Regions from separate parts of the Mus musculus genome. Here region 2 is linked to region 1. The links are chromatin contacts, called in public promoter capture Hi-C maps. All regions are on one chromosome and are shown on one strand. The core of a region is the stretch at or near the end of the contact, and the rest is flanking DNA. Distances in the headings are between cores, read along the strand shown.

Region 1 (2,870 bases), core at 9-2,508:
TATCACAGGTTATCAGCCTCGGCCATGGGTGCCTCTACCTGCTAAGGCATCTCAATGGCCTATAAATCAAGATTTTTATATCCCATATCCCCGGTCCATCTTAATAATCTTCCCAGAGCTTCTGAGACCTGTTGTCTTAGACCTAAGCTCTCAAGGCTAGGTGTGGTAGTTCACACCTTTAATCTCAGCACTGGGAGGCCGAGGTAGGAGGACTGAGTTCAAGGCTAGCCTAGGTATAGCATGCTCAAGGATGGCCTAGAATACATACAAAGACGGTGTTTCAAAAAACATAAATGACCCAGTGGGTAAGAGTGTTTGCTGTGCAAGCAGTAAAGAGAGCCGCCGAGCCCTTTTTCCTCCTGATTAGAAATCAGGAGGACCTGATTTCTAATCTCCATCACCCAGGAGAAAGCCAGGGCATTCTTGCTTCCTCAGACCCAAGTCCCGGGTTCAAAACTCAGCTTAACTCCTTAGCTATATCCTTGAAGAAGTCTTTGTTAGGGGTGTTATCTGGTGGGAGGTGGGCTGCTATACCTTTTTTTTTTTTTTTTTTTTTTTTTTTTGCATTGCTATGAAAGACCCCAAATTCAGGAAACAGAATTCTGAGTCTGCTCTCTGTACTTGCTCTATGTATAGCGGCTGAATGGTGCATTGTGTAGGCCTGGGATCAGATGTGAGCTCCTCAGTTAGAGAAAGCTGTCACTCACTCCATGTAGGACTGCAGTAAAGAGAGCCGCTGAGCCCTTTTTCCACAGGGGGTCATTACTTCTTGAGACTCCTGGCTTTGTGGGTGACGGGCAGAATCCTCTCAGCCCAAGTTCCATGAACAACTTGAGGCGGTCTTTGCCCTTCCCGCTTCCCTTTGACAGTCTATGGTCTTCTTCAGCTGAGCATCGACTTCCCCTAGAGCATCTTCAAGCAGATGGGCTTCCCAGCCACCAGGAGTGGGAACTTAGCAGCTCTTCTCACCCTCCGATTCCATTCGCGGTGCTTTTGCCCTCTTGGACTCCTGGCTGTCCCGGGAGGAGGCGCGTTTGTTTTGCACGGTTGCTGTACTTTGCTTTGACTGGGGCGGAGGCGTGAACTTCCTACCTCTCACTGCCTTCTTCCTTTTCTCTTTAACACAAAGTGTAAGTACCTTTTGCAGCTGAACGTGCCTTGCGCAGGAAGTGGAGCGCAGGCTTGGATCAGCTTCTAGCAGGGGTGTGGCCTGGGCGCTGGCCCTCCTCTGACTCCAGCAACTCCTGAGGGACTGAGCAGAGCACTCCCTAGCTGAAAAGAGAGGGGCACTGGGAAGGCTCAGGCAGCTGGGCCAAGTCTGCTGTGAGAGCCCGAGGGACACACCCTGCTGGTGAGTGCTTGTGCCCTGCTATCAATTAACGTGGCAGGCACAGTACAGACTTCAGTCAAGGGCATGGGAGAAGGGCATGTTAGAGACAGGTGTGTGAGCCAGGACTGCCCTCAACACCCTGGCTTCTCACACCTGAGACGTTCTGTTAGGTGTTCAAATTACGGAAATACGGTAAGCATCATTAACTGCCTTTAGATGCAGGGTCTGCTCAGTTTTATCAAGGATCATTCTGTGTGACGGGGGAGGACGGGGGTTAATCCAGCCAATTGAAGTAAACCTCCCATCTGCGGGCTTCGTAGCAACGTTGAATGCTGTGGCGTTCAGGAGTGGACATTGCTTTATTCTTTCCAGGCTCACTAAAGTGTCTACCAGTCTAGACAGTGGCTCGGCGGGGTCTACTTTCCTGGCTGGAGAGAGATCAGGAGTTTTGGCAGCAGCCTCAAGACTGATGAAGAGATTGATTGGTCTTAGCCTGATATGGCTAATTCTTTGCAGAACTAGAAACCCAAGCTTTGTCACCCAAGATTAGGGAGTTTTCTCCCAGGCCTGATGATGCTAATATGGACCTGGCCTAAGGATAGGTCTATGGCCCATGGCTCTAAATGCTTCAAGCATGCCTGTAAGTTACCTATAGCAGCAGAGAAGGATGGGGGTGGCAGGGAGTAAGTCTGAGGAGAAAACAAAAGTCCAGGCCAGAACATGTTCATAACAGTTTGAGTGACAGTAGCCAAGAGACAGAAGCAGCCAAAGTAGCCCCTGTGAGTGAACACACACACATATGGATTATGATTCATAATCCACATGGGTTGTGATTCTGCCTCAAACAAAAGGGAAATTTGGACACAACACGGTAGGAGCTTGAGGTTGTTGAGCTAAGTAGAATGAATAGTGTCAGAGGATACATGTTGTGCGATCCCACTCCTGTGGGCCAGATTCCTGGACACAGCAGAAAGATGGCTACTAGCTAGGGCAGGGCAGGGCTTGGGGGCTCAGGAGGATGGATTTCAAGGGATGGAGAGTTCTGGAGATGGGTGAGCAAAGTGTAGACTACTCACCCATACAGGTGAGCTTAGAGATGGTTAAAATGGGGCCTTGTGCAAGCCAGGCAAGCACCCTGCTACTAAGATACAGGCCTAGCCCTCTGCAATAAGTTTTTAAATTACAAATTCTCTTTTAAAAAGGCAGAAGTGAGCAGGCTTAAAAAAAAAAAATCAGCCCTGTGGGATGAAATCTTAGAGTCTCTGTGACTTCCTCAAACTCTGACAAAACCAAACCAAAACAAATCTGACTGGTAGCTAGCCCCACTTGGGACTGGAAGTCTGTGCTGACCACCAAACTTCGTGGCGTTGTTGAGAAGCTAAGACCAGGCTGACCGTCTCCTCACTGCTGTGATTGACTTCAAGTGGCCTGTGGACCAGGACTGGGTGCCTAATGAGTAGTCTGGGGGCTTAGTGCTGTGGGTTTGCACTACAGGTGGCCACTGGAGGGGGCTCTCTGGTCTGGATGACAAATATCACTA
Region 2 (3,146 bases), core at 104-2,603, 260 kb after region 1:
CAAAATACTTTTACAAATATCTTGGCTATATAGCTAGGTTCTACTCTGACTATATCAAAACTAAAGATACCCATTTATTTTCACCTACATTTTGCCACATGGCTGTGATCAGGTACCACACCTCTGTCTCTTCACCTCTTTTGGGGCTCCTCTCCCTACCTCCTTCTCTTCCAGAATTCTTTCTCCTCCAGATGTCCCACTTCTATTTCCTGCCTAAGCCATAGACCTTTTTAATTAACAGATGAGGCATCTGTGCAATACATAAGATGATCTCTCTACAGGTTAGGGGCACAGAGACTGACTTGGAGATGGTATGTTGCTGGTCTCTGAGACAGAGGAAGAAGCCACACAGCACGAAAGGTCAGCAGTCTCTGGAAGTTTTAAAAGGCTTTTTCCTAGAAAGTCTACAAAAACCACAGCCCAGCAGCGCCTTGATTTGAAGCTCTCCAACCTATGCACTTGGATACTTTGTATCGCTTTGTGTGATTTGTTAGAGCAGCAGTAGGCAACTGATACTAACTTTCAACTGCTTAGCAGAGAATTCTCTAAGTCAGGTGGATGAGTAGATTCTAGTAGGAACAAAATTTATTTTAGTGCTAAATAACATCAAAAAGACAAAAAGCCCTAAGCCTTTTCAATTATAATCCTCCCAGGGGTAAAAAAGATGATTGTGTGTGTGTGTGTGTGTGTGTGTGTGTGTGCGTGCTATGGACTAGTTCTGTAGTCTAGAAAGGGTTCAAGTAATGGTTGGCAGGGTCTGTTTTCTCTGTTGTTGACTTTCTTTCATGTGAGTCACTGTCCTTGAGTTTTGAAATCCTGCTTTGACAGGGTCTGTTTAGTTGAACTTAGGTGCTGTAATTCATTGATACACTTTACCGAGCACAAGAAAAACACATATCAGGGTGTGCTATAATTGAGAGCAGAGGGTGCTCTCAACTCTTCCCTTTGGGCCCTGATGAAAACACCCGGGTGGATAAACACACAAAGATGGAGTGTTATAAACTTATCATTTCTTTCATAGGAAAAAAAACATTTTCATAATTTAAAATAGCAACACTGACCCATAGACATCCAAAAGGCAGACTTACTTCTGGAAAACTTTCAGAGTGGTCTCAAAGCCTTTCGTGTTGAAAACTCTTACATGGGGACACATATCAAAATCAATTCAGGACTCTGGCAGAATTTCCATTTCTTACCAGTGTGATAAGGAAGAAATTGCACCCACCAGCTCGATAAAACACTGTTGAAGTGCCTAGAGAGAGCGCCACAAAGCAGCATGGATTCCTTTCCACTGAACGGTGGAAGGCAGGGACGCACAATTTCACGGGCTGCTGACTTCAGAATAATAGCCTCAGTGAAGACACGGTCTCCTAGTAGAAAGGCTCCCGAAGCTCGATTATCCCAGCTAGGTTGGAGCTTGGCTGAAGCAGAGAGATGGAAAGTGAGACATTGTGGCTTCTGACAGGTCCCACGCTATTGTGTTGGCTCTCCTCCAGCTGTCTTCAGTTTAGTGGACAAAGTCCAGTTCTCTTGCTTACCATGAAACAAGCTCTCACTTCACAGCTCAGTTGGGACTCAGTTTACCTCTTCTCTTACACAGAGTCTCCCCTAAAAACTCCAACAGTATTGGTTAGAATCAGAGTCCCTTCTAGCTGTGGGGATAGTACTCGTGTGTTTCCTATTACAAAACAGTGTTAGATCAACCTATCTTCCTGAGCTTCTGGTACTTGTTTAGTGGAAGGGACCATGTCCCGACCACCTTGTGTTCTCTGCGCCTTAGCAAAGCATGCCACATAAATACTTATAAAACTCTGACTGACTGAAGGAACCATGAGCATTGTTTTGTTATTTTTAGAGCAAAGCTCTTTTTTTCTTTGTCCTCCTACTCTGCATCTTCCTCCTTCTCCTTTTCTCTTTTTGTCTCTTTGATTACAGTATGTGTGGTGGTGCAGTTTGGGGATGCTATGGAACCATTACCAGGTAGAGCCCTGTGGAGGGCTTTTAGAGTTTGTAGCTCCACCGCGTTTGTTCTCTCTGCTTCTGTGTGATCTCTCAGCTTTCTGCTCTGGCTGCTTGTGCCACGTCTCCATGCCACCCCTCAGCCGTCCCCACTGCCCCTATTATGAACTCTAGAATAGAAGACAAAATCAACTTTCTTCCTTAGTTGTTTTACATTGAGGTATTCTATCACAGCATCAGAAGTAGTTGAGGCAGCATGTCCTCAAATGAGTACTAGAGGGTCAGGGGCATTAATGACACATGTAGAATGTTGTACTGGGACCCTGAGATACCCCTTCTCCTTCTGTCTCACCTCCTTAGCATCTTCACAAATCCTGACAAATAAGGTCCCTGGCTCTACTACTTGTTCTCAACCTGCTCTCTCTAGGCAAAACCCAGGGTTCTTTTGATTATGCTCTGGGAACACCAATATCCCTGTGGTCATGCTCTTAGAACTTGTAACAAATAACCAAGGCCAGGATGGCTAAAACAGCAGAAGTCTACTCTTCTAGGCCTGAAGTCAGGCAGGTGTCAGTGGGTCCATTCTTGTTCAGAAGGAAGAAAATGGGTTTCCTGCTGTTCTCTTAGCTTCTGCTATCTGCCTGCAATCCTGGTGGAGCTTGGCTTGTGCTACACCCCTCCAACCTCCTCCTTTGTCTTTATTCTCTCTGTGTGTCTGTTTCCCCTGTTGTAGACACTACCCATACTCTCTACGGTCTGTCTCGTCCTAACTTATATTGTAATTATATCTGAAGACTCCATTTCTAAACAAGGTCACAGAATACTGTCTTGATCACGGTTCAATCCACATCGAGCCTTTTTCCAGAGAAGCACTCTCATCTCAGCTTGCTTAGCCTAGGATACATCTGAGGTGCTACCTGGCCCCAGTGACTATTTAGACATCTGTGACTAAGGTGAACACAAAAAAGGAAATGTATCAATCATTTTTCCCTCCCATGGCAAAATGGCCAAGAGAATTAATTTTCGCTGACTGAAGGCTTGTTTTGGAAAATTTCCATCTATGGTCAAGGCTGTGGTGCAGTATCTATCACCTATAGCAAGAAGTGAAATTGCTTATCGTATCCCTAACAAGGCAGGAGAGAGAGAGAGAGAGAAAGAGAGAGAGAGAGAGAGAGAGAGAGAGAGAG

Evidence for each region. Promoter capture Hi-C pulls out the DNA fragments that hold promoters and counts their contacts.
Region 2: a promoter capture Hi-C map of liver shows a contact between it and region 1. The contact joins the enhancer-like site here to the promoter of Zc3h12d in region 1. A contact is called at or near these places in 13 of 39 promoter capture datasets (the 3T3-L1 cell line, 3T3-L1-derived adipocytes, the C10 cell line and 9 more), 5 of 484 Hi-C or Micro-C datasets (embryonic fibroblasts, liver and nephron progenitors), 3 of 115 datasets of contacts at active chromatin or transcription factors (double positive thymocytes, hepatocytes and liver) and 2 of 9 other capture datasets (embryonic stem cells and liver).

The regions. Positions count from the first base shown.
Region 1 is chr10:7,831,212-7,834,081 of GRCm38.p6, forward strand. It overlaps Zc3h12d (zinc finger CCCH type containing 12D), which reads left to right and starts at 1,259. Exons shown (of 6, transcript NM_172785.3): 1 at 1,259-1,351.
Region 2 is chr10:8,088,113-8,091,258 of GRCm38.p6, forward strand. No RefSeq gene overlaps it. Among named protein-coding and RNA genes, the nearest start is that of Gm30906, 86 kb to the right of the region's middle. Within about 2 kb of position 1,354, at least 21 of the 459 cell types and tissues checked have an H3K27ac peak or open chromatin away from gene starts, as enhancers often do. A contact at or near this core is called in hepatocytes and liver, where this site is marked.